2 separate regions of the Sus scrofa genome follow, and region 2 is linked to region 1. Evidence: chromatin contacts called from public Hi-C data. All regions are on one chromosome and are shown on one strand. Each heading gives the region's core, a stretch centred on a gene start, on an enhancer-like site or on the middle of the called end of the contact. The rest is flanking DNA. Distances are from core to core; before and after follow the strand shown. Region 1 holds the start of FLNC (filamin-C). Region 2 holds the start of CCDC136 (coiled-coil domain-containing protein 136).

What was found. A called contact is a pair of places that touch in the nucleus more often than the background predicts.
Region 2: a contact with region 1 is called in a Hi-C map of embryonic fibroblasts, with 2.6 times the contacts expected there. The contact joins the promoter of CCDC136 here to the promoter of FLNC in region 1. A contact is called at or near these places in 3 of 47 Hi-C or Micro-C datasets (embryonic fibroblasts and heart right ventricle) and 1 of 2 datasets of contacts at active chromatin or transcription factors (skeletal muscle).

The regions. Positions count from the first base shown.
Region 1 is chr18:19,786,167-19,793,081 of Sscrofa11.1, reverse strand. FLNC (filamin-C) reads left to right here and starts at 5,466. Exons shown (of 46, transcript XM_021078951.1): 1 at 5,466-6,065. The coding sequence starts at 5,711.
Region 2 is chr18:19,821,366-19,828,559 of Sscrofa11.1, reverse strand. It overlaps CCDC136 (coiled-coil domain-containing protein 136), which reads left to right and starts at 4,817. Exons shown (of 10, transcript XM_013990821.2): 1 at 4,817-4,926; 2 at 5,697-5,804. The coding sequence starts at 4,869. It overlaps TRNAP-AGG (a tRNA gene), which reads left to right; the gene lies at 1-24.

The DNA of each region.
Region 1 (6,915 bases), core at 4,217-6,716:
ACGGTTTTTCAAGGCCAGCCTCCTGGATTTCAGGAGCTAGGCGCAGGACTGAAAAGTGATCCAATTGGGGATGAGCAGAATGACGATAATTTATGTCTTCCTGGTGACTTCGTTCCTATGGAACCCTTCATGATGGGTGGTCTCATCATGGACGTTTCCATACAGAAGCCCCCAAGTGTATTCCTGAGCCAGAGTGGGCTGCTTGGTCCCCTGTCTGCTGGGTTCCTGGGACCCTCTCTCTGCCTCCTTCCCACTTGATACCCCAGGAGTTTCATTCACCCAAATATCCAAAGCAACACATACGTACAGAGTATGTACCGTGGTGGGCACTGCTAAGCTAAATGAATTCATTTCTTCCTGGGTCTTTTCCTAGGGGGAATAAGTAGCAAGGACATTTCAAATTAGGAGATTTAAAAATTGTGTGCAGGAGTTCCCGTCGTGGCGCAGTGGTTAACGAATCCGACTGGGAACCACGAGGTGGTTGCGGGTTCAACCCCCGGCCTTGCTCAATGGGTTAAGGATCCGGCGTTGCCATGAGCTGTGGTGTAGGTCGCAGACGTGGCTTGGATCCCGCGTTGCTGTGGCTGTGGCGTAGGCCAGTGGCTACAGCTCCAATTCGACCCCTAGCCTGGGAACCTCCATATGCTGTGGGAGTGGCCCAAGAAATAGCAAAAAAAGACAAAAAAAAAAAAAAAAAATTGTGCGCAGCCCAGAGGAGTGACAAGGCTGACTGACCAGGAGTCTTTCCAGCAGGCCTGGGGCCAGTGCTGAAATCATGACCAGCCCCTACACACAGGGCTGCACCTGGGCAGATTGAAGGCCATTCCTCGGGCCCCTTCTGCCTCCCTCTAAAGAGCTTCTCTTCGAAAATAGGGCTGATTTAGGGTGACCTAGCCCCTTGCTACTCAAAGCATGGCCCACACACAGTATCTACATTTTAACAGGATCCCCAGTTGACTAGTAGGCACAATAAAATTTGAGAAGCACAGCACTTAATTATATTGGATTGTGGATTCTCAGTTGTAACCTAATTGAAATTCCTTTCCAATCCACCTGCTACCACTGCCTCTTTGCTATTAAGTGTAGTGAAGCACTGCTTTTTTTAGGGCCCCACCTGCAGCACATGAAAGTTCCTGGGCTAGGGGTCAAATGAGAGCTGCAACTGCCGGCCTACACCACAGCCAAGGCAACACCTGACCTGAGCCGCATCTGCAGCCGGGGCTGTAGCAAGCGAGGTCCTTAACCGACCGAGCGAGGCCAGGGATCAAACCCACATCGTCACAGAGACAACGTCGGCTTCTTAACCTGCTGAGCCACACACCAGAACTCCGAAACTCTGCTTTTTATCCACTTTAGTCCAGCCACCAGCTAGCTGGAGAACATGTGTGGGAAAGGACTGGAAGATTACCCACTGCTGAGCAGCACTGCTTTAACTTCGGATTTGGAGCCAAGACGGAGGTCGTGGTCTGGTAGGCAGTCAGCTCCCAGTCAGGACATTACCTGGCTCTTGCCAGGCCCCAAACCCAGAGCCCGCACAGACAGGAAAGAGGTCCCTTGCCTCAGCCTCCTTGCTTAGAATACAGAGCACTTCCCTTGAGGATACCTGGCCTCTGTTGGCTCATTTTCGAATACCCTGCTCTTCTTTGGTGTGGGTTCTGTGCTTCCCGGTTCTGCTAATGCACTGGTAGCAGAGTAGATTAAAGAGGTCTGCCTGTGTTTAATGTGAAATGGTCCCCTGAGCTTAGCCTGAAGTCTACAGGGGTGTCTCCTAGAAGCCGCAAGGAGGCATGCAGTCAGGTCCAGACCCAGATAGAACCAAGGACCCAAAACACCTCCAGGGGGCTCCACCTCCCCTCTCTAGGGCCCTCTGCACAACTGCTTCCTTTCTGCTCTCTCCCTGCCCTGCCATCTCCTCTGTTCTCCCTCCCAGGCTACGTGGCAGAGCACACCACCTGCCACCCCTGTCAAGGACCAGCTGCTGGTGGGGGGCACAGTAGGTGGGCCTGAAGATCACAAGGGCTCTAACTATGATTCTGGTAGCTGGAGTGTTAGGATGCAGTGAAGGGAAGAGGGGAGCAATGGGAGATACTGGCAGTGGACTCGACAGGGGATGGACACGGCTGTGAGGATGGCCTAGCTCACTAGGACCCTCTTGGTCCCCAGGGTACCAGCAGAGGAAGCAAACTCTTTTTTTTTTTTCTGATCCTCTATCAGCTGCCAGGCACCACGCTAATCACTTTACATGTTATCTCCTTTCATCTTTACACATGAAAAAAAGTCCCTATGAGGAGTTCCCTCATGGCTCAGTGGGTTAAGGATCCAGTGTTTTCACTGCTGTGGCTCTGGTGATAGCTGTGGCTCGGGTTCGAATGCTGACCTGGGAACTTCCGCATGCTGTGAGCATGGCCAAAAAAAAAAAAAAAAAAAAAAAAAAAAATCCCTATGGGAGTATGATTAACTCTATTTTGTGGATGAGAAAATCGAGGCCCCAAAGAGTGACATTATTTGCCCAAGGTTTCAGAAGCAGAAGAGAGGAGGCTGGCATTCAGCCTATGGATCTTTCCACCCTACCACACCTGGGTCACGGCCACAGTCAGTAATCCCAGACTGATCTAAGTGTCTGCTATGAGCCTGGCCAGCCTGGTGCCATCCCGGTGACATCCCAGGCACCTAAGGAAATGGCCCTAGTTCCAGAAAAAGATTTTCAAACATGGCCCAATGGACCTGCTCCCTCAGATTCTGCTCAGCCCAAGTTAAATATGGCCAATGTCAGTGGCTGACAAGCTGTGCCCCTTGATGGGAGAGGCAGGGCCAGGTGAAAAGCCAGGCAACCTGGTCTCCTGAGACAGGTCAGCGGGTGGTGAGTCAGGGGGCTATAAACAGCCTGTTGGCCACAGGCAACACTGCCCCAAATACTCAGCTGATGAAACCCCCTGTAAGCCCCTCTCTGTGTCCCTGCCTGGCTCACGGAGGAACACATCAGCCTCTCTCAGGGAGGGGGTCCCGCTTGGCAGGCCCTAGGACCAGCCTTGGGCACGATGTGTTCCAGCCCTCATGGCTGGGCCTGGGGCCTGGGCTCATGGGCTATATTGAGGGCTGAGTCACCAGTCCGCGCCTGGATCAGGCTGATTGTGACTGGCTGGCTGCAGCCTGAGTCAGGCCCTGATTTATCCTGGAGAGCGACAGGCTCGGGTTTCTGGGGAGAAGGGGGGTGAGAAGGGTGCCGGGAACCATCCCTGGCACTGGGCACCCCTCTGCGGACCATCCACTCACTCCTCTGGGGCTGCCCGCAGACCTCCACTGGAGAGAAGGCCCGAGAAGGGGGAGGGAGGGTTCTCGCTCCACTTGCTGTCTTCCCTCTGAATACCCCCCACCTTCGGGGAGGCCCTCAGCTTACTAAGGGACCTCAGGTCATGCCCACGAAACAGGACCATGAGCCATTAGGGTCTGTAAAGGGCTGTCAGCTCCAGATAAACGTTACCCCTTCCTCTTCTGCCCGGAGGCTCAGGGAGAGGCACCCATCCTTAATCAGATCTACACCTCAGGGCTTCAAAGACAACATCACTGAATCCTGAGCTGGCACCTCAGGTTGGGTGACAGAAGTCTGCCTTCACGCAGACACACACACACACACACACATACACACACACAACTTCCCTTGTGAGACCCAGCTACGTGTCATGTGTCCCCAGGAGCTGGGCATCTCTCCACAGGATCTCTCCATCAGCACTCATGCCTAATGGTTGGTTTTGGCCATGGGATAAGGTGGCATGGGGGGAAGGAGAGTTCTGGAGATAGGGAAGGAGGGGTGCCAACAGGAGAGTGGAATTCCTGAGCACCTCGTCACAGGCAGCCGACAGAACATGAGCCGCTGGGGCCCAAGCTATTTATATCCTGCCTGTCACTATCAGGGCCCCCAGAGCTCCCCCCCGCAACAAGCCACGCACAGCAGGTCCTTTTTCTGTTTCTGGTCCCTTCTCTACCCCTCCCCCCCCCAACTAATGAGGAGGGAAAGAAATCATTCAGGAACCTCTTTTGCCAGAAACACTGCCCCCTACAAAGCTCCCGAATTGCTTCCCGAGAGCTCCAGAACAGGGATTGCCCTCGTCCTGCCCTCAGAGATGCCTACTTCTCTTTTCCTTGTCACCAGGCCTGGTGGGAGAAGAGGAATAAGGTGGAAGGATTCACCAGACACCTCCCAAATTTCCGTTATCACACAACTTGAGTCGGGGCCCAAACTTATGGGACCAGAAGGATGGGAAAGAGGAGAAAGTCTGACCTAAAGGGGACACCAGGAGGTGTGGGACACACACATCCTACAGAATTGCAGGATACGTATTCTCTTTACACAAGTATGTCCTTCTGCTTTTCCAACTCACCCCAGGCCAGCTGCTCTCTTTAAGTGTCTCCGTTGCCCTGCTGTCACCACTCCCTAGGCCTCCAGCTGCCTTGGTTTACCCCGAGCCCAGTCCTGCCCAGGCCTCCTGGCAGGCTCCCTGGGGCTCTCCCTGCCCACCAGCCCCAAAGTGTCTCCCCTTGGCTGCTCTAGGCCGGGCTCTCCTGTCTCTGTCTGGCTAACCTGCCCTTTGACTTGAAGGATCTGCCCTGTGGCCCAAATGGGCACACTGCCCAGGGGGCTTCCGGGTACTACTGTACCGAGGCCCTCCCTCCCCTCTCATCACCTTGGTTGAGTCAGAACTGGGGGTGGGGGGGCACCGTGTGACTCACTGGGTACCCTTCTCCTGAGCTCAGCTTCATTCTGAGAGGATGAGGACAAACAGGCTGGTGACAGGGACACTGAGTCAGGGGTAGCCGCCGTCTTTCCCCTGGGACCCTGGGTTTGGGCTTCAGGTGAGACTTTTTACCCATCAAGGGGAGCACCCCTACTCTAAGGCTTCTCGGGTTGGGCAGCGTCTGTCTATCTGCACACAAGCACACACACTTCCCTTCCCTGTCCGCAGGTGGACAATACCCTGGGCTAGACGCCAGGACTCCCAGGCCCTGTCAACAGCCCTGCCACCAACCAATCCAGAAAGTTCTGTCAACACCCGATCAGCGTGTTTTGCCCTAACCACTGGACTTAGTTTCCCCAGGAGCCTCTCATCTCGCCGGTGGCGGGGTATATGCCCGACCGGCGATGTTCAGCTTTGGGGTGTTGGCGGCCCTCACCCCTCACTTTCCAGCTCTGCTCTCCACCTTTCCCGCGCGGCGGCGGCGGCGGCGCCCGGCCCCGAGCCTCCCCGGGGCCGCGCCCCGGGCCGGGGGCGGTAGACCCCCTCCCGCGGGCGGCCGGGTGGGGGAGGGGGAGGGAGGCGGGGCCGGCGGGCTCGGCGCGGCCCCCACCCGCGGGCCGGGCGGCATTCCTGGGAGGCCGGCGCTCTGACGTGGACCCGGGGGCCGCGGGCGCGGCGGGGGGGACGCGGCCCGGGGGCTTCTTAAACCCCCCGCCCCAGCCCAGCCCGCACTTCCCGAGCACCGCTCCGCCCCCGGAGGGAGAGAGACCGAGAGAGCGCCCGCGGCCGAGGAGCCGAGGAGGCCCGCCGAGTCCCGCCAGCCAGAGGCGCGAGAGAAGTTGAGAGCAGCGCACCGCGCAGCGCAGAGCCGCGAGTCCCGCGATCGCGCCCCGACAGCGCCTCCAGCCCGAGCCCAGCCCGCCGCCCCCAGCCAGACCCCAGCCGGCAGCGCAGCCCCCGCCCCAGCCGGCGCCGGAATGATGAACAACAGCGGTTACTCCGAGGCCGCGGGCCTCGGCCTGGGCGACGAGGTGGACGACATGCCCTCTACAGAGAAGGACCTGGCCGAGGACGCGCCGTGGAAGAAGATCCAGCAGAACACGTTCACTCGCTGGTGCAATGAGCACCTCAAGTGCGTGGGCAAGCGCCTGACCGACCTGCAGCGAGACCTCAGCGACGGGCTGCGCCTCATCGCGCTGCTCGAGGTGCTCAGCCAGAAGCGCATGTACCGCAAGTTTCACCCGCGCCCCAACTTCCGCCAGATGAAGCTGGAGAACGTGTCCGTGGCCCTCGAGTTCCTCGAGCGCGAGCATATCAAGCTCGTGTCCATCGGTCAGTGCGGGCAGGGAGGGGGACATACCCCGAGGAGGGGCTGGCCGGTGGGGCCAGGGGACGCAGGTGCCGGGTGGGCGCGCGGAGAGCCGAGACAGGGCGGGGAGCGCCCCGGCTCCGGGAGGGGACCCTGGCTCGGCTCTCCCGCCCGCCGACACAGGCGCGCCGGGCCCGGCCCTCACATCCCTCTCTGGACGGCTGGCATCCCGAGGGGGCCCAGGGGAGTCCAGACCCGACTGTTCTGAGTCCTCCAGCTTCAGCCTCCCTCGCACGCTCCCAGCGACCCGCCTCCACTCATCGTCCCCTTTCCTGCCCTCCGCAACCCAGGCCAGGCTTGAGAGGACAGGGCCAGGGACCAACACGGATTCCCGGGGGCACCTCCCCCCAAACAAAGCAAATGGCTTCTCAGTCTCCTAGCACCTCCACCGCGGAGGAGCGGCTGAAGACAGGTCCCGAGCGCTGCCCGATCTCAGCGCTCAGAGGGAGAGCTGGGGGCCGGGCGGGCGCGGGGCCCGGGCCCCCCGCAGGCATGTGCTCGGCAGCTGGGTTCGGGCGCAGGGGCCTGGGCGGGCAGGGCCCAGCCTCGGAAACCTAAAAAGGCTCTGAGCGACCGCGGGGATCCTTAACCCCTGCCTGTCCTCCACCGGCTCCAACCAGCCGGGGAAGGGGCTCCCTCCCGTCCACGCCCGGCCCCAACCCACCCCCTAGCCCCTGATTGGCTGCGGCTAATAGTCTGGGCTGAGGGGTGGGAGGGAAGGCCTGGAGAAGGGAGGAAGTCTTTGAGTGTAACCAGATTTGGAAGGTGTGTCACTGCTGGGTGGGGGTGGGGAGGCACTCCAGCGTTGGGAGT
Region 2 (7,194 bases), core at 3,568-6,067, 36 kb before region 1:
CGGGTTCAAATCCCGGACGAGCCCTCCTTTTCCATGATTTTTCCTTTTTCTGTCTCTCTTTCCCTGAGAGACATATATACTGCCTGCCTGCCTTCCTTTCTTCCTCTTCTTTTTTCTTTTTCTTTTTTTTTCTTTCTTTCTTTTTTTTTTTTTTTTTTGCTATTTTAGGGCCACACCCACAGCATATGGAGGTTCCCAGGCTAGGGGTCGAATTGGAGCTACTGCTACCAGTCTACACCACAGCCACAGCAACTCAGGATCTGAGCCACGTCTGCGACCTACACCACAGCTCATGGCAACACTGGATCCTTAACCCACTGAGTGAGACCAGGATCGAAGCTGCAACCTCATGGATCCTAGTCAGGTTTGTTAACCACTGAGTCACGAAAGGAACTCCAGTGTGTGTGTGTGTGTGTGTGTATGTGCGCACGCGCGTGCGCATATATATTTCAAGTATTTCCTAAAAGAGAGAGAATGAGGGAAATGTAATATTCCAATAGATAATTATTGAGAATCTTCCAAAATCTTCAAGAAAGACATGGTCCTTAGGTTGAGAACTGAGCTTACAAACACATTGTGGTGAAACTGCAGAATACTGAAGAGAACAAGAAAAATCTTAAAAGCAAGCAGGAAAAGAAAAGCCTATTTAGAGTTCCCGCTGTAGCACAGTGGGTTAAGGACCTAGTGTTGCCAAAGCTGTGGCATATGTCACAGCTGGAGCTCAGATTGGATCCCTGGCCTAGGAACTTCCATATGCCACAGGTATAGCCAAAAAAGGGGGAGAGGGGGAAGCCCGTTTGTCTATAGAGACAATTATATTGAAAACTGACTTCTTAGCTACGAAGTTTATAGAAAAAAATAGAATATTTCGGAGTTCCCGTTGTGGCGCAGTGGTTAACGAATCCGACTAGGAACCATGAGGTTGCGGGTTCGGTCCCTGCCCTTGCTCAGTGGGTTAACGATCCGGCGTTGCCGTGAGCTGTGGTGTAGGTTGCAGACGCGGCTCGGATCCCGCATTGCTGTGGCTCTGGCGTAGGCCAGTGGCTACAGCCCCGATTCAACCCCTAGCCTGGGAACCTCCATATGCCGCGGGAGCGGCCCGAGAAATAGCAACAATAACAACAACAACAACAACAAAAAGACAAAAGACAAAAAAAAAAAAAATAGAATATTTTCAAAAGGCTAAAACTATTCAACCTAAAATTCTATGCCCACTAAATGTCCATTTAAGTGGTGTGAAATTAAGACATTTTAAGACAAAGACTGGAGAACGTTTACCACTCACAGATTTTCACCAAAATGTCACCAAAGGATATACTTCAAAGAAGGAAACAAATAAGAAGGAAGGCATGAAATGCAAGAAGGAATGGTGAGGAAAGAAATTTTTAAATATGTTAGTGAATTTAATCAAGCATTGAAAGCCACTGTTAGTGGAGTGTGAACTGGTCCATATGCTTTACAGAAAAATTTAGTCATATCTAGTAAAGTTTAAGCTGTACAGATTCTATGAAATTCTACTTCTAGGTATCTATCTGCCTTGGAGAGGTGCTTACGTATATGCCAAGGAGGCCTGCCCAGCCCTGTCCATCACAGCACTGTGTATAATATAGAAAAATTGGAAACACCCTAAATGCCCATTAGCAGAAGAATGGATAAATAAATCATGGTATATTCAATGAAAGAGTATTCAGCAGTTAAAATTCACAAACTGTAGTTATATGAAACAGCATGGGTAAGTGAAAAAAAAGTTAGGAGAAAAAGAAAGTTTGCAAAAGAATGTGTACAGTATAACTCCATTTAAATACATATATATATATATATTTTTTTTTTTTTGTCTTTTTTCCAGGGCTGCACCCATGGCATATGGAGGGTCCCAGGCTAGGGGTCTAATCGGAGCTGTAGCCGCTGACCTACGCCACAGCCACAGCAACGCCAGATCCTTAACCCATTGAGTGAAGCCAAGGATTGAACCCGCAATCTCATTGTTCCTAGTAAGATTCGTTAACCACTGAGCTACAACGGGAACTCCAATTTAAATATATTTTTAAAACATACAAATCAGTACTTTGTTTGTGGATATATATATTTATGTAAAACTGTAAGACCATAAATAGAAGGGCTGTCTCTGAATCAAATGTGGCAAGAAATGAACAATTGTTGGATTTCAGCGGTGAGCACATGGATATTAATTTTAATGTTATTTTCTGTACTGTACTCTTTGCATCTTTAAAAGATTCCCTTTTTTTTCTTTTTAATGAGAGGATCTAGGCCTTTAGAAATAAGGGTCAAGGGGGATAAATGGCTGCATCATCCTCAGAGAAGACGATCTGCTGGGATGGGATTAGGACGGAGGCTGAGTCCTGGGTCCGGGGATTACAAGGATTAATTCAGATCATCCCCCTAAGCTGATCACCTGGCTGGGGTCCCCAGCATTCCTAGCCCTTCAAAGATACATCCTTGGACCACAGTCCACTTCCCCCCCTTTTACCTGCTAAGCCCTTTCCCTCGGCTTCCTATCTTTACTCTCACCCTCAACCCTGTACCGGTCTGGCCTAGTTTAACCACATTTGGGTCCCGAAAAAAGACTGGTTCTGGTCTCTCCTGAACACTCCCCAGATGAAGGGTGAATGGTGACCTGCACCTCTGGAGCCAGGGAGAGATTAGTCCTAATACTCCGGATCAGAGCTCCCCGAGGAAAGCTTGGACCCCCGGATGTTACAGTTGACAACTTCCTCCCTTCCATCAGCCAAGAGGTCAGCGCCCAAGGTCTACTGCTAACTGACCTTGGTAGTTCGGCCAGAACCAGGAGCTGCGCTGGGGCAGACCAGTCACTCTCCTTCTAGGATTAGACTTCATCATTCCCCAGAGCCCTACACAACACCAGCTCCTTTCCATCATCCCTGACAAACTGCCCTGCTCCCCAAGTCTGGACAGGCCTGATGTCTGCAGCAGATGTTCTGGGTGGGCTTGCTCGACAGCCTTTCTCCAGACTGGATCGCCTTGATCCCAGGCTCTGGAGGGGAGCTCAGTCCTCTGAGGAGCCAATGAAACATCTTGATCTGTGCTCACCATCTCTCGGAGCACATACCAGGCTGGAGGTATGAGAGGGAGGAAGGAGGGGAGGAGAGAGAGAGATTTATAGGCAACATTATTGGGTTTTTTTTTTTTTTTTTTTTTTTTTTTGCGTGTGTGTCTTTTGTCTTTTTAGGGCTGCACCTATGGCATATGGAGGTTCCCAGGGTAGGGGTCGAATCGGAATTGTTGCCACCAGCCTACGCCACAGCCACAGCAACGCCAGATCCCAGCTGCATCTTCGACCTACACCACAGCTCACGGCAATGCCGGATCCTTAACCCACTGAGCGAGCCCAGAGATTGAACCCACAACCTTATGGGTCCTAGCCGGATTCCTTTCCACTGCGCCACGACGGGAACTCCAATACTATTGTTAATAGGCAACACTGAACACCTTAAGTGTGGGATCATACGTTAAATGATAAGCAGAGCATTAATTAGGAGATTTAACTTCACTCATTTATTCTGTGTCAATGATTTAGATACTGGAGATACAAAAACGACTAAGGCAATTTCCTGGTCTTCCAAACACTGGGCTGACAGGAAAGTCAGAACATGACCTTGACAACCTAGAGTGACTGGTGCTGCTTAGAGGGAAGGGGGAGGGGTCGGAGCACAGCAGGAGCATCTAATGGCTTGGCTGGGTGGTGAGTCGGGAATGGCTGCCAAGAGATGACTCCCAGCTGAGTGTTTAAGGGTACGTAGGGGATGTCGAGGCAAAGAAGGGCTTCTCTCCTGAGGAATATGGAGGGCTTGTGAACTTGGGAGCCGGTGGGCGTGATCCAGACAGTATATGCCCATGACCTTGTAAGTGGATGCGCAAGAGAAGGGACTGTCCCTGGTTTAGGAATCTCCCAGTGATTTTCCAGATGTGCTGGAACCTCCGGGTTCCCAAGTGTACCCATTTCTTTCCTGGCTGAGACCTGCAGAGGCGTGAGCCCAATTGGTTCGCCAAAATCTGGCACTTGGAAGAAGTTCCTTGAAGGAGCGGTTGAGTGAAATAAGCTATCTGGGCTTTCACATCTCCCTTCTATGAGAGTGAAAATCGGCAGTGCCCACTCTAAACAGCTGCAGAGGCTAGGTGAGTAGGGGTTGTGGTTTGCAGACCACCGGGCCTGGGGCCCGGTGGGAAGGCAGGCAATGGAGAAAGGTCTTCGACACTAAGGGCTGCGTGGGGTCCCGGAGCGGCCCCTTCTAAGAAGGTCCCTGCTTGTGGCTTGGCGGAGGGCGCAAGGCCAACAGAGAGATCAAGGCCCGCAGTTGAAGTATCCTGGCTTCGGTTTCCCTCCTCCAGCCCTGGAGCAGCCCTGAGGCTGAGGCTGGCGGCCGGAGGGTCTGCGCTGACTGCCCAGGTGGAGGGTGCCGCTCAGCCGTGGGGAGCAAGGGGCGTGTGAGCATCCGCGCGTTTGGAGGAAACAGGCCAGGAGGATTTGGCTCTCCTGGTGCTTGCTTTTCCTTCCCCACCGCCGAGCAGGACCGGGCCCTGGCACTTGGCGCAGAGGGGTGCCCCCACGCAGCCGCCTCCCGGCAGGACCCACCGCCAGACCAGGGGAGCCGGTCGCTCCCTCGGCGCGGGCCTCGGGGCGTGTCTGGCGACGCGCTTGCACCGGGTCCGGGAGCTGGGGTGCAGGGCCGGCTTCCGGGCGGCGGCGGCGGCGGCGTCAGGTGGCCTGGCCAGGCCCCGCCCCCTCGGCCGGCCCGGCCTTCCTTCCCCTGCGCACCCGGCTCCGGTCCCCGGCCTGGCGGCGGCGGCGGCGGCGGCTGCTCCGGGCGGCGGCGGCGGCGCGAGCGGCCATGGAGGCGGGCGCCGGGGCCGGCGCGGGCGCCGCGGGCTGGAGCTGCCCGGGTCCAGGTCAGAGCGCCCCTCCCTCACTTCGCCACCGCCGCTCCTTCCTCTTCTCCATCTCTCCTCCCTCCAGACCCCCAGGTCCTCTCCCCCTCCGCTGCTCCCCACCTCTCCGTCCTAAGTCTTCCTCCTCCATCCTGCCCCCAGCCCGGGCTCCGGCTCCATCTTTCCGGGCTGGCTCTTCCCCACACCGGCCGCATCATCCCTGGCAGTCCCTCCCCTGAGCCCACTCCATCTGGTCTCTCCAGCCTGACGGTGCTTTTTGCCTTGGGGGCTCCAGACCCCGCACCTGCTCGGACCCTGAAGGCTTCGGAGCGCGGGGCGGAGTGGGGAGGACGAAGTCCAGTGAGAGCTGGAATGGACGGCAGCGGCCCCAGTCCAGACCCCCTTCCCGCACGCGTCCCCTCACCCCTTCCCCTTCCACCTCACCCTTTGAGCCTCTTCTCTTTGCTGGCTCCCGCCCTCTTCCATCCTTGCCTGTCCCCTCTGGGCTAAAGAGACACACACACGCCCTTTCTGTCTGTGCAAGGGAGAGGAGCACGGACTGGGGGGCAGAGAAGCTGGGCAGTGCAGGGCGGTGTCCCCGCAGGCCCGCTTGAGGGGCCACCTGGGGCGGAGAGTCGCAGCCCTGGGCAGACTGAGCCAAGTACTTCCACTGGGATGAAAAACCCCAGGGCTCCAAAGGGCTAGGAGGCATGTCCCCTCCCCTCCCCGCTGCACCCCAGCCCCCAGCCGCCCCTAGCATCCCACAGTGCCCCCTCTCTCCCTGCTTACAGGACCCACAGTGACCACTTTAGGCTCCTACGAGGTGTCTGACGGTTGTGAGAGGAAGAAAGGCCAACGCTGGGGGTCCCTGGAAAGGCGTGGAATGCAAGCCATGGAGGGTGAGTTTTCCCCAAAAGCTTTCTTTCCCTCCACCTCGTCCAGCTTCCCTCTCCTCCTTCCTCCCTCTGACCCCCAGAACTCTGAGCCAGGACACAGCCCTTCCCCAAGTTCAGCTCAGCCCCCTCCAACCCTCCTCAGGGCTCGGGCTTTGGGGAAAGTTCAGGGTACATCCCTTTGGGGTCCTAACCACCAGCTAACCAAGTTGTGTGTCCCCAGGGAGCTGCCAGAGAGAGAAAGAGGCCTCCTTGGACAGAGATTTGAAGCAGCTGTGCAGCAGGGGGTTTGTTCTCGCTGCCTCCCGACCCAGATCCCAAGCTGTCTCTTATTTTGAAAAGCCAGAGGAGTGAGCATGTGAATTGTCTTTCTGGTGTCACCACTAACTTCAAATGGAAGCCTTGTGACTTCGGTTCTCTAGGTTATCTTACTGCCTGAAAGAGGGAGCCTGGGAGAGGGGCCGGCGAGAAGGCCAAGCTCCCAACGCGCATCTCACCCTCGACACCCACACAGCTTGGCACTTGCTGCCTAAATGAGGCCCCTAGAAGGATGCTGGTCCTATTTCCAGGACTTTCTGTGTAGGGTCCCCAGGTCCCTATACACACGTCCACGCTCCAAGAGGGACGGATGAGACAAGGGGTCCCAGATAAACCTTAGGCTGTGATTATTAGACAAAGATGGACCAGAGATTGAGAATTTTAAAACAAAGCAAGCTCTTACCATCCAGGCAAGATTTTGCTATTGAGAGGAACTGCATTGCAGCAAAGGAGAGGGGTTGCTCACCAGCCAGAGGCTGGGGACCAGCACACCCCCATTTCTTAATGCATTAAAATGGCAGGCTTTCTTTTATTCACGAGGAGAATCCTTGACTTCCCCCCCAAAACTGCCTTATGGTCAGCAGGGGAAGGGGCCTCAGAACACTCAGGGAGAGGAGGGGAGACCTCCTGACACAGCAGAAAAGAAAGGTGGACCTGGCAGAAAATTTCCAAAGGGCTATTCGATAGAATGTATTTGAAAGGGGCCCCGTCTTTGTCCAGAAAAGCATTTAGAATCATTTCAGATGATTCTCTTTGGCTGTTCTCTTTCTCTACTGACTGACAGGCAACGCTTTCTTATTATGGAAGGGCTAATTTCTCACAAGCCACCTGGATCCTTGGTAAACTTAGTACAAACCCCCAAACTGTAATTCTTGTCCTGTTGGGCTTAAAGACACACCCGGTGTCTGACTCTTTCTTGACTACCCAGAGACGAGGCTGGAGGAAGCAGCTATCCTTGTGCGAGCCTCATGGGGCTCAGCCGGGCCCTTGGCTGCTCAGTGTGCCCAAAGGCAGTACTAGGAGGCCACCAGGTGCAGCACTGGTCCAGGAAGGGCCCGGGAGGGGGATGGGCTACCTC